Regions from separate parts of the Rattus norvegicus genome. Here region 2 is linked to region 1. A link is a contact called in public Hi-C data. All regions are on one chromosome and are shown on one strand. The core of a region is the stretch at or near the end of the contact, and the rest is flanking DNA. Distances in the headings are between cores, read along the strand shown. Region 1 holds the start of Fezf2 (Fez family zinc finger 2). Region 2 overlaps Cep15 (centrosomal protein 15).

The links. Hi-C and Micro-C count contacts between places; a contact is called where the count stands out from the background.
Region 2: a Hi-C map of prefrontal cortex shows a contact between it and region 1, with 2.7 times the contacts expected there. The contact joins the enhancer-like site here to the promoter of Fezf2 in region 1. A contact is called at or near these places in 2 of 12 Hi-C or Micro-C datasets (frontal cortex and prefrontal cortex).

Annotation. Positions count from the first base shown.
Region 1 is chr15:15,200,912-15,205,835 of GRCr8, reverse strand. Fezf2 (Fez family zinc finger 2) reads right to left here and starts at 1,643. Exons shown (of 5, transcript NM_001107251.1): 1 at 1,401-1,643; 2 at 162-1,051. The coding sequence starts at 998.
Region 2 is chr15:15,251,302-15,255,957 of GRCr8, reverse strand. Cep15 (centrosomal protein 15) reads left to right here. Exons shown (of 5, transcript NM_001106026.2): 4 at 2,693-2,767. Among named protein-coding and RNA genes, the nearest start is that of Cep15, 12 kb to the left of the region's middle. Within about 2 kb of position 1,302, at least 12 of the 93 cell types and tissues checked have an H3K27ac peak or open chromatin away from gene starts, as enhancers often do. A contact at or near this core is called in prefrontal cortex, where this site is marked.

The DNA of each region.
Region 1 (4,924 bases), core at 394-2,893:
GTACACAGCTATGGGGAGCTCCTCAGCTTGAGAGAGAGAGAGAGAGAGAGAGAGAGAGAGAGAGAGAGAGAGAGAGAGAGAGAGAGAGAGAGAGAGGTGTACAAGGCTGCCCAAGAAACCAGGGGCTGCTAGCTCCCTCCCCCCAGAACCTTAGGCCTCACCTTGCCGCACACTTCGCAGGTGAAGTTTTTGGGTTTGCTGTCAGTAGAGCCCCCCGGTAGTTTGCTGTGGCTCTTGACTCCCCCTCGTTCAGCGGTCAAGGCCGAGTTCTCCTTCAGCACCTGCTCCAGCGGCGCATGCAAGCGCTCCTTATGGGGATAGGAAGCTGGGTGGGGGAACTTGTCCGCAGTCAGGCTGGCCAGTTTGGCATTCTCCAGCAGAAAAAGCTTGGGGTGAGCAGCCAGGGAAGTGGGGGCCTGTGCGTTGAGGAGGCCAGATGGGAAAAGGTGGCCTCCGAGGAGCTCCGATGGTGGGTAAGTGGTGGAGTCCAGGTAGTTGAAGTAGTAGAGAGAGCCGCTGGCCGGCAGCCCCACAGCCTGGTTGATGACCTGCGGCTTGATGACCCTGCCGGCGGGCAGCGCAGAAGGCGCAAGGCCCAGTTCGGCCTTGCAGCACACGCCACAGTTGGTTTTGCACAAGCCACTGGCGCCGCACACTGGGCCCCCCCCGCCGCTGCCTCCTCCTCCACCGCCGCCCGCCCGGAGGCTGCTTTTCCAGAACTCCGAGTAACTGAGCAGTGTCTTGGACGGCACCTCGTAGCCTAGAGGCTGGAGGGGGATCATACAGGGCAGCGGCGAGCAGAGGTTGAGCAGTTTCTTGCTCTGGCTGCTGTCTGCCTCTAGCGCAGCAGGCCGGGGCTCAAAAGGCGCTCGGGGCTCGGACGTCTTGGCCATGATGCGCTCGATGGAGAAAGCTAGTGTTTTCGAAGTGGCCGGTGACGCTCCAGCGCGCGGGCAGGCCGGGGGCACCATGGTCTCCAGGGAAGCTGAGCTGGCCATGGCGCGCCAAGCTGAGCCAGGCTGGGCCAGGGCACAGCCTCTCTCCTCTAAGTCTGCATTCCGGAAAAGGCAGGGGGGAAACCGCAATTTAATAAGCACCTAGTCGGCCCGGGTCACCCATTTGCATTCAAATGAACAGAAGCAGAACAAAGTGCACCCAAGGGTACCAAATTACCGCCCATTAACCCGGCGCGCAAAGGAACCCACCAGCTCTTGCCCTGGGACTATGAAAGGGGAAGAAGGGGGAGGCCGTACAAAGGAAAGGAAAGGGGGTAGAAGAAAGGAGTCTCAAATTAACACTCCCCAACCCTTCCCTGGACCCAGGCCTCCGCCACGCGTGCTGGGAGCTGGGCACGGAAAGAGCAAAGTTAAAGAGGACCGGAAGAGCCACCCCGCTTTTACCTTTTTCCCCCACCGCCAAGGAGATGCGTTCCGAGCCATGCAGCGTGTCTCTTCTGTCACATTTTGATGGCAAACATCCTCCCCTCCGCGTGAGATCACTGTCTTTTACATTCAGCTGACATCACATGAAGTCACTTGAAGTGGAATGACATGGGCGGCGGCGCGACTCCCGTTGAGGACCCTGCGTTCCCCCGCGCCTGCCGGCCGCCGCCACCGCCCCTCAAACTTTAAAGGAGGCAACTAGCGCCCGCGCTCCCTTCGGGAAAGTGCGAGCCGTTTGCGAATCGGGAAGGAGGGAAGAGAGGGAGGGGGGAGGGGGAAGAATCGTGATGGTTTTGCCGGTGGAAGGAGGTGGGGGCCGCCCAAACCCAAACCTAGGCAGAGTTCCTTGCGTGATTCACAACTTTGGGGGGCCTACAGGTTTAGGGTACGCGGGGAAGGCGGGGTGTCCTGGACGCGCTACCTCAAAGGGCCCCTGGGTGTCCGTCTAATCACCGAAGTATCCCTTAGCCCTGCGCAGCCGAGCTGGGCACTGTGCTAATAAACTGCCATTTACCTACGGAGCCGGCGCCAGCCCCGAACACGCGCAAATGATAATTACCTCATTAGGATGTGGCGCATGGACGCGGGCGTCGCGTTTGGAGGGGGAACTTGTTAATGGGGAAATATTAATTTATGCAAAAGCAACGAGCTCGCCTTGACTGGCGTCGGAGGTCGAGAGAGAGCTCCCCACCGCCTAAGGACGACCTCGAAGAGTCCGGAAGGGCAGGCGGCGCGCCGGGATCCTGGGGACCTGGGGAAGGGTGGGTGCGCCTGCAGCTCTCTGGCCCACTTCTTGACTAGGGCTGGGGGATTCTTGCCCTGAGAACCCGGGGACTGTTTGAGAAGCTAATCGATCCGAATTGCTGATTTGTGATCGGGTTTGAGAGGCAAAGCCAGGCTCCGCGCCTGGTTTAGGGCTGCGTGCGGGGAGGATTCGGAGGGCAGCTCTCCCGCTGTTGGGTACTTACTGTTTGTATAATTGAGAAGGTCCAATCTCCACCTGTTTAAGGAGCAGATTGAAACAGCAGAACCTCCCCTGGATCCTATTAAAACGTTTTTCCTCCTAAGGCCATTCAGTCGAACCAATTTTCCGAAGTGATTCATAGAGCTGAATTCTGCCAAAGCAGCTCTTTCACTTTTAGCCACTAAAGCACCGCGTGGAACCGGGTTTTGTGTTTTTCTAAAATAAAGAGAAGGATTATCAGAGGGGAGAGGGAGGGAGTCCGAAGGGGGGCGGGCAAAGACTTAGTGTGGCCAGAGGTACAAGCAGAGGGAAGAAAAGGCCCTTTTCTAGACAGGCCCTAAGTAAGTTCGGAGGAATTCAGCATTTTTTTGTGCCTGGCGCACAAAAGCAGAGCGCTCCGCACTGGGTTTGGAGGGGCTGAATTCGTGTTTGCAGACCATTCCACCTGCGTATCACAACAAACTGCTCAAAGACGCTCCAGCGCTTTCAACAGGCCTGGTGCTCTTGGCGACAACAAAAGTGGTCGAGGCTGAGGGTTCTTATTGGGGGCTGGGGAGGGGGTAGCTAGAGAAGGAGAGAATTGGGTTTAGGGAAAGGGGGGGTGCATGGGGTTTTTGAAAACTTTTGGCTGTTTTTGTTCGTCGGACAATTATATCTTGCCAGCCGGCTTTTGCAAGACCAAGAGCTTTGTCGCCGCAACGGCAGTTTAAGAGGATTACGGTGGGTATAATATGAGCAAACAGGGTTGAGGGTTTGATAGTCAATTCCATCTCCAGAGATACAGCATCAGCGGAGCCCGGAGAGTGCCGGTGAAGGCAAACCCTCTTCTTCTCCGTTTCGGGCAGATTTTGCGGCTGAGTGTCCGTCGGATTCCAGGCCCACTACTACCCGTCCCAGGGAAAACTGCCCATCCAATGCCGGACGAGTAAAGCTCTAGTTTGGATCGCAGACAAACAACATGCTCTCCTCTGCAAAACTTCTCTTTTCTTCCACCCACCTATCCAGCTGTGGCTCCTCTGACAGTCATTTCAGGCCAGGTGTGGCTATAGCAGGTAGAGAAAGGAAAAGTGTAGCCGGGGACAGGTGGGGGTTGGGGGGGACAACAAACAGAGGTCTCCAAGGAGAAGGGGCAGTGAAAGTGATCTGGAATAGATCAATAATCTCATCCTGCCACACTCTGGAACTGCCCTCAAATTCAGCAGTTAGGAGTCTGTCCCCTACTGTCCACCACCATACACACAAAACTCAAACTTCCAGATATCAAAGCTCAAGACCTGCCCAACTGGAGAAGAATATTTTCACGCGGCCCATTTAATTTAAGACATTTCCACGGGGATGTTAAGTCCACACCCAGTGACCCCTTTTCTTCATGTAAATGACAAACTTATGAGTGACCCTCCTCTCCCACCAAATCTGATGCAAACCACTCACCCAGCACTGAGACAACATCAGTTCACCTGCAGCGTCAAAACCTGAATTTCTACCCCCGACTTTGCTGTGGAATCCTGCTTGCCACCAGTCTTGCACTCCAACCCCTTTCCCCAACGGGGCAGTTGTGTCTCTCTAACGTTCTTCCACCTGAACGCTATGCCAGTTTGAATACCCGGGCAAACTGAAAGGCTTCCAAGGGCTTCCTGAGAACCTGCCTCGCCGTCCCTTCTGTAACTGTAGAACTCTCTCTCCCTCTCTCTCTCTGTCTCTCTGTCTCTCTCCCTCCGGCACCACAAAGCAGAGAGCTACCTCCACAGAAAGAAAACATTTGGGTAAAAACAAGTTGCCCCTAATGTGCCTCTCTTTCCAAATGTTGGGCGAATACACTGGCTCTTGTGAAAGTATCTAATTAGCTTCCACAAACTTCTTCCTTGCCTGCAGATTATATTGAAGTGGAGGGTTGGAAACTATTTTACACCTTGCCACTCACATGTTAATTAATCTCTATCTAACCCTAATTGCAGTTTATTCAGGCGCCGCTCAACAGCTCACCCACACAATAAACACTGATCCTACTTTTATACATATTACTTCACGTTAACACATTGAGTAATTAGCTCCAGAACCAACTAATAGTGCAAACAAATATTTTCTGTAAACGAGATGATTTCAGGCAGAATAATAGAAGGCTGGGGAAATGTCATGCGTGGTGGAGGGTGTGCTGAGGCCCTCATTCCTGGCCCCCCTCCTCCAAATTCATTTTCCCAGGACACACCGGTTTTATAAAGTCCGGTTTTCCTTTAAGAAGGCTGAGGCAACTATAGAAATTCAACTTCCAGAATTTTAGAGTTGGCGGAGAGAGTTCTGTGAGATTAGGGGGTGACCCTTTTTTAACCTACAGGTTTTCAGAGTGTGTGTGGGGGGTCCCAAATAAGCCCACATGTGGTCTGCTGGGGATCTAAGCTGGTCTCTCAAAGCATGTTGTTGTGTGCCAGAAAAAAAAATAGTTTTGGGAAACTTCCTACTTTAAAAACCTTTCTTCTGAAACAGTAGTTTCTCTCGGGAAGGGGTGACTTTCTGGGTTTAC
Region 2 (4,656 bases), core at 53-2,552, 50 kb before region 1:
CAGCCTCTCCTCAGAAAAGAGGGGGCCTCTTATAGATATCAAACTGCCTGTGGTATCAGGCTCTGCTCAGACTTTTAAGGGTCTAGTGGCAGATCTGTAAGGCAGAGTGACAAGTCATAGGGAAATAAGTCCATCTTGCTCCTGCTCTCTGCTCTGGACTTTTCCTCCCTCTTCTTCAGCACTGGTTGGTTGTTCTGTGTTTTGTTTGTTTGGTTTTTGTTTTTTTGTTTTTGAAGTTTCTGAGTTTGCTTAATAAACTCTGTAGTTGTGGTTGTTATCCATTCAGTGACTAACTATTTAAGTGCACATAAAAGAGACATGAAGTGGAGACAATGGGAGGCATCAAGAAAGAACAGTCTGGAGAGCTGTGTGGTCATGCTAGCAAGGACTGAGGTAGCATGAGAATGAGAGTGCAGCAGAGGCACCTGGCTGCTTAGACCCCAGCCCCACGCAGCCCACTCAACGAGGGGCTTTACCCTGTAGATCCGTGGGAGGCAAGGTGGAAGTCTAGCCCTTCTCTACAGTAATGCTTGAAGGTGGGTAAGAGGCAGTCAGGAAAGAAAAGAGTATAAGCATGGACGACAGATGTCACACATCTAAGAAAGCTGTACTTAGACGTAAAGGAAGAACCAACCCAGCTGAAGAGAAGGAGAGGCCACCTGAGTGCTAAGGAAGTGTTCAGTGATGTGGCAGTGTGGTAGATGCAGTATCTGTCCCCACTGGTGTCTGCTCTTTTGTTTGGGCATCTACTTCTCTGTAAGATATGAAGTGTCCTTATTTTCTGTCTTCAAAAAAAAAAAAAATCTTGATAATATCAGAGCTAAGCGTCACCCAGATCTGCCCCTCCTGGCAGAACTGAGGCCACAATTCTGTGTTTTCTTTGCTGGATTACTAACAGTAAATTATAACTTTCACAAACCTTGTAAAATCTCAATAAAACAATCCCAGAATAGTCATACCTCTGTATCTGCTACGGCATCGGCATGTATCTGTAACATGCGTCTTAGCTGTAAACTTCTGGTAGGGGATAGACATGCTAGCATCAGTTTTTATATCCCTGAATTGTGTATTTTTCCTTCAAATCACCTTCCCCTAGACAGCAGGTGCATTAATGGTTGTGCAACTTTGGGGAGTCCCTTTAGGGAATTTCCTGTTTTTCCTTTTTACATTTCACACCCATCCCTTGCTCCCGCCGCTACCATCTGCTCTCCTTTTTCTCCTGTTCAGCACTGGCTTCTTCACACCCCACTCCCACGCCCTCTTCCATTTCTCGCCGTCTGTCCAACAGCCCTCTACTTAGACTGCTCCAATGCGTGTACATGGATCAAGAGAACTTTGTGCTAGCAATTCACTGAGCTCAGAGGAGACACAGAATGTGCCAAGCCTTGCACGCAGACCTCTGCGAACTTAAGATAGTAAGTGGGCTCTAGACAGCAGTGCCGCTGGTGTGGAGAGCATCGCTTAGCCAGACTCAAATGTTTCTGTAACAACATGCAGGACTCCACATTTCCGTGCGTGTGTTTAAGGTGTGTAGGGAAGGGAAAACTATACCAGGTTAAGCTTAATTGCGCTGCTGTTTTTATAACCGTAGAAGAAAATATGCTCATTTTGAAGTTAAACTACAAATTTAAGTGTGGTTCTTGAATACCATCCACTAGGTAGTGTACTGCTTGGCAATGTCACTTCCCATTGGTGAATACCATCCACTAAGGAGGGTACTGCCCGGCAATGACACTGCCCATTTAAATTAACATGAAAATCCAGTCCTAAAGACCTGTAGGTGCTTTCGTCTCACAGCCCGAGGGCAGCACGTGGCCAAGGATAGCTATGGTGCAGCCAAACCCTCCAGCCAAAGCCTGAACTGCAAACTTTTACTTAAGCCATTATGAAATAGGAAGGAACTACTTGATCCCGTAGTTCTCAAACTCGAACTTGGTAGACGTTTAAAAATGTCAAAAGGTTAGACATGTGTGGTAGAATATTTTGAAAAGCTCCTATTACAAAGTAGCAAGATGACTCATTAAGGAGCCCGAACTGTGAAATCTTCGCACGGTGTAACACTTTAAATGGAATATTGATAAAACATGAACCATCTCGATGCTGGGCGCATCCTCTGTAGAGCCCAGACCCTTTACCACAGTGTGAGTCCGTCTAGCTTGCCTCTCAGTGATTCGTTATTGTTTCACCTTGCCTGCTTTCAGGTGACCTCAAGGCAGATAGAGTTCCTGCTCTGATCATTTTTTTTTTTTTTTTTTTGCTGTGCTTATTTTTGTATCAAAAGTCTCCTTATGTAGTGTAGACTGGCTTTGAACTCAGTCTTCCTGCCACCGCCTCCCAAGTTCTGGGATTATGGATGTGCTCCACCACACCCAACTCTGAGCGGCTTTGAAGGAAGCTTTTTTTTTTTTTCAAACTAACCACTGGCATTTACCAGCCATTCAAAGTAAAAAGGTAGCACACAGAGGTACGGCCACGTTCCCGTGTTAAATGAGAAACCCTGCACACATAGTAGAAGTGGGTAACTTGATTTATAATAAGGGTCCCGACCTCTGTGTCCCTCTGTTACTGCACGAACTCCCTGTGTCCAGAAAAGGGTTGAGATGAGAGAGTTGGAGTACAAACACTGGATGTAGGTGTCATTTATGTTGCATGCAAATACACCTGAGTTCTAAAATGCTGGTGTCTGTTACAGGACATAGATGTTGCAGAGAAGGCTTTTCAGACCAAGCTTACCCCACATCCACAGCCGGAGATGCTTTCTCTTGAGGTAAGACCCTAAGGTAACTCTAACAAGAATAACAACTGCAAGTTTCCTGCAACTTAAACAAAGGCTTCCCTGCTGTACTGCCCAGGTTTTAGTCAATAAAATAAGCAATAAAGGATTGGTTAATATTTGTATGTCCACAATACAGTGGGTTTTTTTTTCAGGATTTTTTTTTGTTGTTTTTGTTGTTGTTTTTTGTTTTTTGGGTTTTTTTTTTTTTTTTAGCTGAGGACCAAACCCAGAGCCTTGCGCTTGCTAGGCAAGCGCTCTACCACCGAGCTAAATCCCCAACCCCACAATACAGTGTTTTATATGTTCTTAGCAATTAAGGGATATCTTGATGAAAAAAAATATCTAATTGGAATTGGTAATTTTTAAAAATTTGCATCCAGTTTGTGTTTATGTGCGCGCGTGCCACATATTTATGTGCAAGGGCTATGCCTGCACACATGCTGTGTGTGCTACATATGTGGAGGTCAGAAGATAAACCTGCAAGAGTTGTTTCTCTCCCCCCATCATGTGGATTCTGGGAACAAATTCGGGTCATCAGGCTCAGTGGTAGGGGTCTTACCTGCCAGCCATTCTAGTTCTCTAAGGGAATGCAGATCATAGCTCTCTCTATCCCCCTAGCCCCTTTAAAATAACCTAGTAAGTCCAGTCAGAGCTGCCTTGTGTGCACGGATGGGAGGGGTTCCCTGAAGCGTGGCAAACCCACCAGTTACCACCATTCAACAAAGAGTGAGTCTCCATCCCCCAGCCAGTCCACTGCCGATAGCGCTTCGTCTCCACCCTTTCTGCTGGGGTTTTGGCTGCCTGGACCCTGGGTGGGTAACCTCAGCAGCTATGTGCTTATGACTGGGGCAGCCATGTCCTGTTCAGAAGGCACATTTCAGGCACTCATCGCCACCCCATGACGTCTGTATCCTTTGGCCTCCTCTTCTAAATAGAATTGCCCTGCAGAGGTAGCCAGTGTCAGTCCCAGAAGACATGAGCTTTTAAATAAAAACTGGATGCTTCCTATGAGTTATCAGTCAAGACTGCAAAGTCTCCAAGACAACAAAGCCTATCGTTCCTGGCATCATACTTGGTTACCTACCGTACGTGCATGGTAAGATGCTATTGCTGAAGACACCATGTACGTGGCTTCTGGATATGGAGAAGTGAATTTCAAACCTACAGGAATCTTCCTCCCTGATGAGTAGGTTTCATAGAGTCAGGAGGTGCAGTGTAGGCTGCTGGGAGAGAAAGGACACAAATGGTCTGACCTGGTACTGAGCGATACATGCTCCACCACCAACCTGCCAGGCAAGACTGCCCCTGCTACTGTAGTCACAACTGTTAATGGGGTAACTGACTGCTTTCTCATTGGATTTCAGACCTGCTCCATGTGATAGAATTTCTTATTTGATACTGGAATCCTGGTCAAAAGTCTATGACTATGAAGGTCATAGGCCCTAGAATATTGTTATTTTCCTAAATGGACATGCTCTCAAGTTGCCTTCCAGACATTTATGCTTATAGCTGTAGATGTTGGCTGTTGTCAGCCTCCATCAGGGAAACGTCTTTCCTCAGTGAGCAGCACCCAGTGCAGCTGCAGAACTGGTCAGAGACTGAGACTGAGAGACCCGGCACCCTTCCTGAAGGGGAATCAATATTCACCCAGGCTCAGGGAACATGGAGCAGAAATGTTATAAAGCATCTTGTCTCGTCACCCTGAAGCAGCCGTCCTAATGAACCAGAACAGACAGGAAGCTGTGACTCTGCATGTGACAGGGTGCCCAACCGAGGAGTGCTTTTTAGAAACGTAAGGAGGACTGGTGGCATTCCTGGACCAGGCTGTGGCCAAAGCCATTTTGATGGCAAACCACCAGTGATGTGGTAGAAGGCTGAGA